Linked DNA regions of Anser cygnoides: region 2 is linked to region 1. Evidence: chromatin contacts called from public Hi-C data. All regions are on one chromosome and are shown on one strand. The core of a region is the stretch at or near the end of the contact, and the rest is flanking DNA. Distances in the headings are between cores, read along the strand shown.

Region 1 (4,680 bases), core at 1,552-4,051:
TAAGAGCTCAGAACCAAAGATTTACAACATCAGCAGCAATGAGGAAAGGTACGCAAAGCAAAAAAAAGGCTGCTGGGTGTGGGGCCCACTTATGGTGAAGGAGGAGTGTAGATGTCTCCTTTCATGAAGCCAGCCTAGTACTTCTTAGGAGGCACTCTTTAAGAGGTAAACATTTATTAAATGATAACCTCTCAGAGCAGACTGATTCCTAGGCAGCATATGCAAATGTTTTTGTCTCTAAGTGTCTCATCATGCTGTTGAACCAAGGAAGGCTTCCGAGTCCCTAAATCCATGTGTGGTAACAGCCTTGAGTGAGCCACATCTACACTGCTCTGTGCTAAGGAACAGAAAGCGTGCAGAAGACACGTGATCCAGTGGTCTTTGAGACAGACCACTGTTTTGGTGAAATAAATGAATAAGTGGATAAATACATAAATGAAGGAGAAAAGAACATATTTAAAAAAACAAAACCAAAAACAAACCTGGAAATTGTGGCTGGGAAGCTGCACCCTGTAGAAAAGCATGAGTACGGTGGAGTCAGCAGAAAATATACCTGAAGATACAGAGGAGTGCCTAAAGAAAATATTAACTGTCAAAAAACATCACTGTCAAAAGGCTGCTGCTGTATGCACAGTATTTCACTAGAGTGAGCCACGCAAGTGGGCACTTGTTGCCTGTATTTTTTATGTTGTGAGCCAGCCTTGTAACTCTGCTGCCAGAGGGAGCTTGGAGAAGGGAAGCCAGGAGGCAGCAAGCTCAGAGGAGAGGATGCGAGTGTCCTCTGCTGGCCCATAATATCCGTGATAAGACTAATATCCGAGCCAGTGAAAGAAGGCATCGTGGTACCAGGATCCAGGTCTGCAGGGAAAGATTGTGTCTTTTGTTGGGGTGGAGGAAGCACTGGGGTGAGAGGCCAAAGCCACACGTAGCTTGAACTTCTTTTCTGGTTTGTCAGCTCTGCTGAAGGATTTGTGTCCCTAAATGTTTGTGGTGAGTACAATATATCCCCGGTTGTACTTGTTTGAAGACAGCGTGCATTTACTGAGGATTATCACTGTTATTACTTGCTGTACAAAACCTCTTGCAGCACATAGGGCTTCCCCTCAATCACCACGCTGGACCAAGCTGTATATTCTTGTCACACCTACTATGAATAACACAACATTTACCAGCTTTTAGATACGTAAGTTTTAGCACTTTTAATTTTTGCCTTTTTATTTTGCAGTTACGGGCACATTTTTCTGAGCCAAGGGGAAGACCTAATAGGTACAAAATACAAGAAGGTGGTTTACAGGGAGTACACGAATGGCAATTTTACACAGCACAAAGTGCGGACAGAGGAGGAGGAACACCTGGAAATCCTGGGCAAGTAGCTCTCATGGCTCACAGACTGAGCATAATAAATGAGAGGGTTGATTTCCAAAATAAAAGAGATTTTACAGCTTTGTTAACAAAGAAAAGAGGTAACATTGATGCCTATTCTGGGCGATCAGTGATTTTACAACCAGTCTGTATAACTGCTGAGTGTAAAGATGCTTTCCAAATGAGATGATTTATTCCCAAGCATGTAATAAGGAGTTTCTGAAGGAGAACTAACAGGGAGGATGCAAAAATCTAAATTCCAGGATTCACCTTAACATCAAAGCATGTATTATGGGGGAAGCTTTTGTAGGTAGATTAATTCAATATTAAGGGACTAGATTAGTACCTGAAATTGGACAAGACAAAATTTTATATGTCATAAAATAAGCATCAGCTCCTGTTTTTCATGGGATGAGAAGTAGGCAAAAACTGAACATAAAATAGTCAATACTCCCTAGTACAATACTGAAAAAAAATATTTTAATGCTCTAGGAAAAAAAAAAAAAAAAAGCTATTACCACTTTAGGAAACACAATTTTGAAAGTTATGAACAAAATTTTTCCTGAAAAACAAGCTGTCCAGAGACCTATTTCCAGAGTGATATTATTCTGACTGGCAAAAAAAAGAAAAAAAATTATGTACATATACGTAATTTTTCATCAGCTGAGATAGCAGATTGGTTTTGATTGCTTTGTTGAAAGGAGAGAGAAGCCTAAAGGTTTTGAGAGCCCATGGCTCCTTTCCGAGGCCAAGCCATTGGAAGATTGTTGAAATTCAGAAGAGCAGCATTAATCACTGGCGTCTTCTGCTTTAATTTAGGGCCATTACTCCATGCCGAGGTTGGTGACTCTGTGCTGATCGTGTTTAAGAACAAAGCCAGCAGGCCTTATTCAGTGAGTGCACACGGTGTAGAAGAAGTGGGTTGTGAAGAACAACCTGAGACACCAATTACCCTCCCAGGTAAGGCTGCTCATATTTTTTTTTCTTTGAGCTACAAACGCCGTATATAAAAGCATTTTAACGCAGGAATGATCCCTCTTTCAAGCTTATTCATACCTATATGTTCTCCCAGGCATAACACGCTCAACATTTATTCAGATATGATTCTCTGTGTTGTTGTGCATGTAGGTTCTTGACCAAGTGAGCATGTTGGGGCAAAGAACGAGCCTTTGTTCCTATCAGGGGTAGAAGCAGGAATGTAGTATCACTGGACAACCTCCAAAAATGCAGAAGCAGGCCCATAATCATGGCCAGGTGAAGCCTAAACCAGCTTTTAGCTCCAGACTGATGCTCAAACAAAGTTTTAAAACTGGGAACTTGGGGAGAGTTGCAGTCAGCAACGTTAATTCTGCCTCTTCCTCACTGTACACCCCATCTGTCGATGGTTGAGGTGCAATGCTGGGTTCGCTGCTGTAATGTCTCCTGTGCCCACACGGGAGCAGGCTTGGCATGAGCTAGGGAAGGTGTCCACGAAGCCAGGGGAAAAGACTAAGCAAGATCTAAGGATGTACTCCTTAGGTGTTTGGAAGCAGCGGTCAACAAGGAGAACAAATCCCTCAAAACCAGAATAATGCCTGGGCACTTCACTCCCCCCAGCACCTAGAGGCCCTCGCTGGCTCCCCCAGGCCATGCTCACTGCTCACCCTGGGCCCAGCTCACCAGATCCCGTCCAGTCCTACTAAATCCCGAAGCTGTCATCGATCAGATTGATGTCCTGCTACCCTTGTGCTCCCCAAAGTGCTGCCAGCTCCTAACAAGACTGTGTAGGGTATGGTAAAGACATGCAGGGAGTAGATCCCTGGCTGCCTAAGCCACAAATAGTTCTCAGCTGCCACAGCTTTGTCCCCTCCCCTCTTTTTGTCCCCTCTACTCCTCTATTTAACCAGGAGAAAAAAAGGGAGAAAACATCCATTTTCATCTTTTTTATCAGTCCTTTCATGGGACACACTTCACTTGCGCTTCAAACATGGAACATTGATGCCATCTGAAGTACCTTGGGTTTGAAGTAGAGTGGAGATCTCTCTCCCTACAGCCTCCAAATATCCCAAAGGGAGGAGTAAGGAACAAGGAAGTTGCACAGGACCATGGCCTGGCTCTCTTCTCACATCAGCCCTTCAAAAAAAGGGAAGATGGCGCGTAGGTTAGATAAAGGTGGATGACAAATTCTTCCTTGGTGTATGTCTCCAGGGCAAGAATGCGTCTGAGATTGATAGGTTTCTTGGTGGTGTTTTCTGTCCTACTACTGTAGTCTTGTGCTGTAAAAGCCTTTTTGAACTCTGCAAAGTCAATAAACCCACGCTGTAATGTACAGAAGGTGCTTGTAAGATTAAGTGGTATTGCATCATTTACATGAGACTCATGCTATATAATATGATATTTGAGCGTCATCTTTTTTTTTTCTTTTTTCTTTCTTTGTTTTTTTTTTTTTTTCTTTTCTTTTCGTAGTTATTGCCACACCGTAACACCCACTATTGCATGAACTACCAAAATTGTGCAGTGGCTCAGTGACACAAAGATAGCTCAGACAATTCACAGCCATTTAAGCTTGAAAACTCTGCTTTGCTCCAATGTCCACAGCCATTGGCAGCTTTTGGGTTGTGGCTGTACCAAGACCATGGCCAACAGTTCCGGGATTTCCTTTTTTTCCCCTGACTTGTATCACATTACCAGGTGTTCTTGGGTTTTGTCACCCTGGAATAATTCTGGGGAAGAGACAGAGTCTTTCAGCATTTGTCCAGCACGTGGAAGGACAAGGTGTTGACCACTTTTTGGCCTCCTGCCTTTTTTTGCTGGAGCACCAGCAAATAAATAATTATTCAATTAAAAATGGGGAAACACAGCACAGACAATTCATCTGAGTGTAGGTGTGTTTATGTTCAATACAGAGAACTGATTCTCACCCAAGCAGATAATTTCCCCATCAAATTTGTGGTTTTTTTTTTTTTTAGAATTAGAGGTTAGGGAATCTCTGCTCCCCCTTGCCACAGGTTGCAGCACCATCTGCAGATCTCCTTTCACAGGTGATATCTGCCTTCGTTTACACCACTGGAACCTTGCCAACCTCCTGGAATGCAGAAACACATCCGCATGCCATTCCTGCATGCTTCCACAGATAGCTTTAATGCAGATCATTTTTTGATGAGGAGGGTAGTGGGTCTCAGTTACATACTGCTCAAAGCCTCTAATACCCAGCTGTTCTTGGTAAAACTCTTTTTTTTTTTCAGGGGAAATAAACACCTACAGGTGGAATGTTCCAGAGCGATCCGGCCCTGGTAAAACAGATCCAAACTGTATCACTTGGGTTTACTATTCAACAGT
Region 2 (4,675 bases), core at 988-3,487, 100 kb before region 1:
AGCATGGGTTTTGTGTTTATTGTACATTTGCAACAAAGAACAAGCATTAAAAAAAAAACACTTTTCTTTTTCATCCCCTCGTAGGTTTCTATTCAGAAACAAGCTCCAGACATTGGTGACCTTGGGACAGTAAATCTCTTTAAAAGACCCATGCCAAAATCAAAACCAGGTATAGTTATGTGTTGTTTTCTGAGCACGTTATCAAGAAACTGGAAAATTCTTGCACAGAGCTTGAAAGAAGAGTGAACGAAAATATTCTAACTTAAACTGAAATTTTCTGCTTGGGCTTTGGAAACAGGACATTTTCAAAGTGTATTCCTTCCATGTTTTATACGTGTTTATGCAGTTTATGAAATAAAATCCCTAAATTTGTATTTAAGTGTACTGGAGTGCCTTGAGCATGTAACTGAAAGTACATCAAGATACCGTGGTTCAGCCCCTTACAGCCCATTTATCTCAACTGAACTGAAGGACTGTTCACTCTTAATTTTGCCCAAAATAAATCATTTGTTGCTGTGACTCACATATTTTCTCTGAATCTGAAAGGTGCTGGGCAGCGTGTCTTAACTACTGACAGCTCACTGGCAGCAGCTTGGTTAACCTGATACACGCCAGTATCTGTAGCTGTAAACCTTTGGGATTATAAACTCAGTTGTTTAGGATAAAGAAAGAACTTGTTTCTGGCAGGATTTTACTTCACAGTGGTCTGTGTGCTGCTTTGAACATAGACATGATGCTATGTTATGTGGATATTTCATACAGCATTCAGGCTACAGTATAGACCAGAATCTTCCAAGAATTTGGGGCCTATAAATAATTTGAAAGTACATATTTAAAATTATTTTGTTGGTTTTTGCAGAGTGAGTTAAATAAAGCCAGAAGCTTCTTTAGAAGTAAATGGCAACTTAGGAAACTGAGGTTCACGAGCAGAATTCACGGAAGATCTGGGAATATAATGGTAGTTCCAGAAGGGACTAGCGATTTACAATATACGTATATGTGTATACGTACATATATACGTTCAATATACATATAAAACAAAGTAAAATTCAGTAGTGTTATCTAAAAGTGCTTGCTTAACAGATAAAACTTTGGAAAATACTCAGTTTGGATAGAAGATAATGACTACCTTGCTGCTATAATGATTGCATTCAGGCCACGTCTCACAGCTACCGCTGAATATCTGATACCTGGAGGGGAAAAAAAAAAAAGGTAGCTTCTCTTTACTCTTCTGAAAACATTAATTCATGTTTTTAAGGTTCTCCACACTGGCAGACAAAACTGGAGACTGCACAGAACGTTCTCTTATGTAAAGAAATCTTTGCCCAGCTGTCACGAGAAGCTGTTCAAATTAAATCACAAATTCCTCACATTGTTGTGAAAAACCAGATCATCTCCCAGCCTTTCCCAGGTAGGATTATTTGCTTAAATACAGTCTGAAATTCTGTTTGATGTGACTTAAAAAAAAAAAAAAAAAAAAAAAAAAAAAACGGCAAAACAAAACAACAAAAAAAAAAGTGTGTTAATCTTGCTCCTCAAAGAATTTGAAAAAGTTTCCAAGAATTTTGCTTTCTAATTATAGTAAGACCGAACTAATACATTTCAGTTTGTAATTTACAAATATTTTATTGTATGGATTATGATTTGTTTCTGATTTGTTATTTTGTCAGTAGCATTTAACGTTGTCAACTATAACGATATGTGTACGTAGCAGTTTGGAGCTGTGCGTGTCATTGCTGCTGTGGATTTCTTGTAGGTGAAACTTAAGACCTTAGCTAATGGGTTTTCAGAAGAACTAAGATTAAAAAGGGGTATACAGCTAATTATATCTTACGGGGAATGTTTCTGTATTGCTTGAACCTTTTTTTAAGAAAAAGATGCTGAATGTTGGTTGGTGAAGAATAAGAAGTTCTTAGCAGCAGGCTTGAGAACTTTTAGTATCCTTAATTTTTTAATCTGCTTGCGCAGGTTTGCAGTTGTCTATTTCTCTGTGTCACTCTTCCAATGACAAAAAATCACAAAAGTCTGCTGCCGAAAAACAGAATCCAGAGGACCACCTCTATGTTCTGGAACATAATTTGCATCAACTTATCAGAGAGGTAATGTGTTTATGGTCAAGTATTGAAGAGTTTGGTTTTTTTTTGGCTTTTGTTCAGGCTCGCAGGTAGTACAACAGAAAGCCACTAGAGGCCAGTAAACTCCTATCCATTTGTGTGAGGCAGCCTGCCGCTCAGTTCTGCTATGCGTGGGTGATGGGGGAGTTGCAGTTATGCTTTCTTGGAACAGTAGTTCTGGAGTTAACCTTAGGCCTTGCTGCTTGCTTCAGAAAAGCTGTGCGAGGTCTTTGCAGTACAGCTCCCTTTTTCCTTTGAGTCTGAGTGTTTGTCAAGTACCGGAATTGAGCATTGGTTCTGACGGGACTCCCGTTAGGAAAGAAGAATCAATTACTATAGTAACTTTGCTTTGTTTGAGGTCCACTGCTTGCTTCAGTGTTTTAGATTCTCATGTAATCAAGTGGAAGGACCTGGGGTAGGAGGTTGAGATGTGCTCCCCTCCTGAACAAATCAGACAAATTGCAGGTATCTAAGTAGTTGTGAAACCATGTTCCTGAGAGTGTTCATATCCTTAGAGCATGGCTTCACAAGAGATGAAATTATGCGGAACTGTCCAGTGTTTTTAAACACTGAGCTAAGGGACTTGAAGCTTTGGCTTAGTGCCCAGCTCTGTTGTGAATTTTGTTTCATGATTTTAAAATTTTTTGTACCTCAGTTTTCATCTCTAAAATGCTTCCTTTAGTTTTAGACTGCAGACTTGTTAGTGGGAGCTACTGCTATACTACCAAATTTTTCTTAGCTGGTAACTTTTTTGTTTTAAATCAGTTTCTCCTTTCATCAAGGTTTGAAAGACGTGCCTAAACAGGGAGGCAAAGTGTGATTAGAAAGCTGTTTTTATGTAAACCGCTGTCAAGCTTATGAAGTCAGAAAAGGTACACTTTGTGAAAGTATGTACACTTCTAAGACTCAGTGTGAAACAGAATGTTGTAGTATACATACTGCTTCTTGCAGTTGCACTTTCTCTTACAACAGCTGTTGTTTGTTTGCAGTGTCACAAGCAAACCCTGAGCTCAACAGTGATGCCACATCCAGCTAGTGCACCTTTCGGCCATAAGAGAATGAGACTAGCAGGACCCCAGGCTTTTGATAAAAATGAAATCAGTGCTTTACAGTCAAACGAAGGACTTTTGGAGAAGATAATAAAGCAGGCAAAACACATTTTTCTGAGACGCAGGTAGGTCACAGGCTATTCTTGTTAAAGTTGTGATAAAGTATATCTATGTAAAACACAACTGATCTTTTTTCAGTGTTCTTAAAACTAGCTACTTCTTGATTCTTTATTTTGAAGTACTAAGAACAAATAACATATCAAGTATGAGTAAACAACACTTAACTAGTTAAAAAAAAAAACAGATCTCTGAGATCTGTGACAGCTGTAATGTAGACTGCTGATAGTTGTCTCTACTTTCCCTATACTGTATAAATCCTTTTTAGTATTCTTTGCTGTGCAGTAGCTGATACTGAGTAATACCACTTCCGTATTTCTGCAGAATATGTGTGAAATTGCGTAAACAAGTGTGCTTCATTTGTACCTGAATGGTGCTGAAATAGAACTTTCATCTGCATGGCTCTGTAAAACTGGCAAGCTTTTTGTGTGGCACAAAGAAAACCAAACTCATAATCTACACACTTCCTTTTTTTAAAAAAAAAAAAAAAAAAAAAAAAACATGAACTGGCAAGATTATTTTGGGTGGAATGTGTCTCTCTCTTCTAGAACTGCTCGAACCATTGACAGTCTGGCTAGCCGTATTGAGGATCCTCAGATTCAGGCCCACTGGTCAAACATAAATGATGTTTATGAATCCAGTGTTAAAGTTCTAATAACTTCTCAAGGATATGAACAGATATGCAAGTAAGTATGAAAATGTTTGAATCTTTCTAGTTGTAAATTGATGCTGCAATGGCAGGGAGTATTCAAGTTCTGCTTTACAGGTTTAAGACAGAAAACCGAATTTGTCTTAAGACAGAAAACTAGAAAACCGTTTTTGATATAGAAGTAATTTATTTTTCTGCATGGTGGGAAGGAGCAACCACCATAAGAAAGCTCTCACCCACTTTACAATGCATTTAATGAAGAAACTAGTAAATTGTTAACTTATTAAGCAGAGTTTCTTTCAAGGGAGGAATTGAAACAGGAAGTGGTCATTGAGGAGGATTTAGTTCAGATGGAGATAGCTGAGTATGAAGTATTTCTGTATGTGCTGGATTCTAAACTTCCAGTTTGGTCATGGAGAGCTGGTTGCTGCTCAGTCCTAGCTTGGTTACATAGGAACTGAAATGTGAAGCTCATTTATGCTGTTATTACGTTGACATTGAAATATGAGACATCATGTTCCAGAAATGAATGTCTACATGCTGACCAGCGGCAAATTAACTATATGGACAAGTGGACGGACTAGTTGCTTTAGCACCATTTTCCCATTTTGAGCAGTCCTTTCTGGCTGCTTCCACGCCGCGGAGCAGGTTGTGGTCACTGGTACAATTTGCAGTCTCGGTTCCAGAGACACCTGCTGCTCAAGACTTAGGTAGAACAGTAACCATCATTTTCCCATGCACCTCTG

What was found. A called contact is a pair of places that touch in the nucleus more often than the background predicts.
Region 2: a Hi-C map of granulosa cells shows a contact between it and region 1, with 2.5 times the contacts expected there. The contact joins two enhancer-like sites. A contact is called at or near these places in 2 of 7 Hi-C or Micro-C datasets (granulosa cells and liver).

What each region holds. Positions count from the first base shown.
Region 1 is chr1:200,879,417-200,884,096 of Taihu_goose_T2T_genome, reverse strand. HEPHL1 (hephaestin like 1) reads left to right here. Exons shown (of 20, transcript XM_048076520.2): 12 at 1-48; 13 at 1,226-1,365; 14 at 2,182-2,322; 15 at 4,587-4,680. Among named protein-coding and RNA genes, the nearest start is that of PANX1, 9.6 kb to the right of the region's middle. Within about 2 kb of position 2,801, at least 1 of the 3 cell types and tissues checked has open chromatin away from gene starts, as enhancers often do.
Region 2 is chr1:200,983,308-200,987,982 of Taihu_goose_T2T_genome, reverse strand. It overlaps MED17 (mediator complex subunit 17), which reads left to right. Exons shown (of 12, transcript XM_048076505.2): 5 at 85-169; 6 at 1,259-1,411; 7 at 1,969-2,099; 8 at 3,104-3,288; 9 at 3,829-3,966. Among named protein-coding and RNA genes, the nearest start is that of MED17, 7.5 kb to the left of the region's middle. Within about 2 kb of position 2,237, at least 1 of the 3 cell types and tissues checked has open chromatin away from gene starts, as enhancers often do.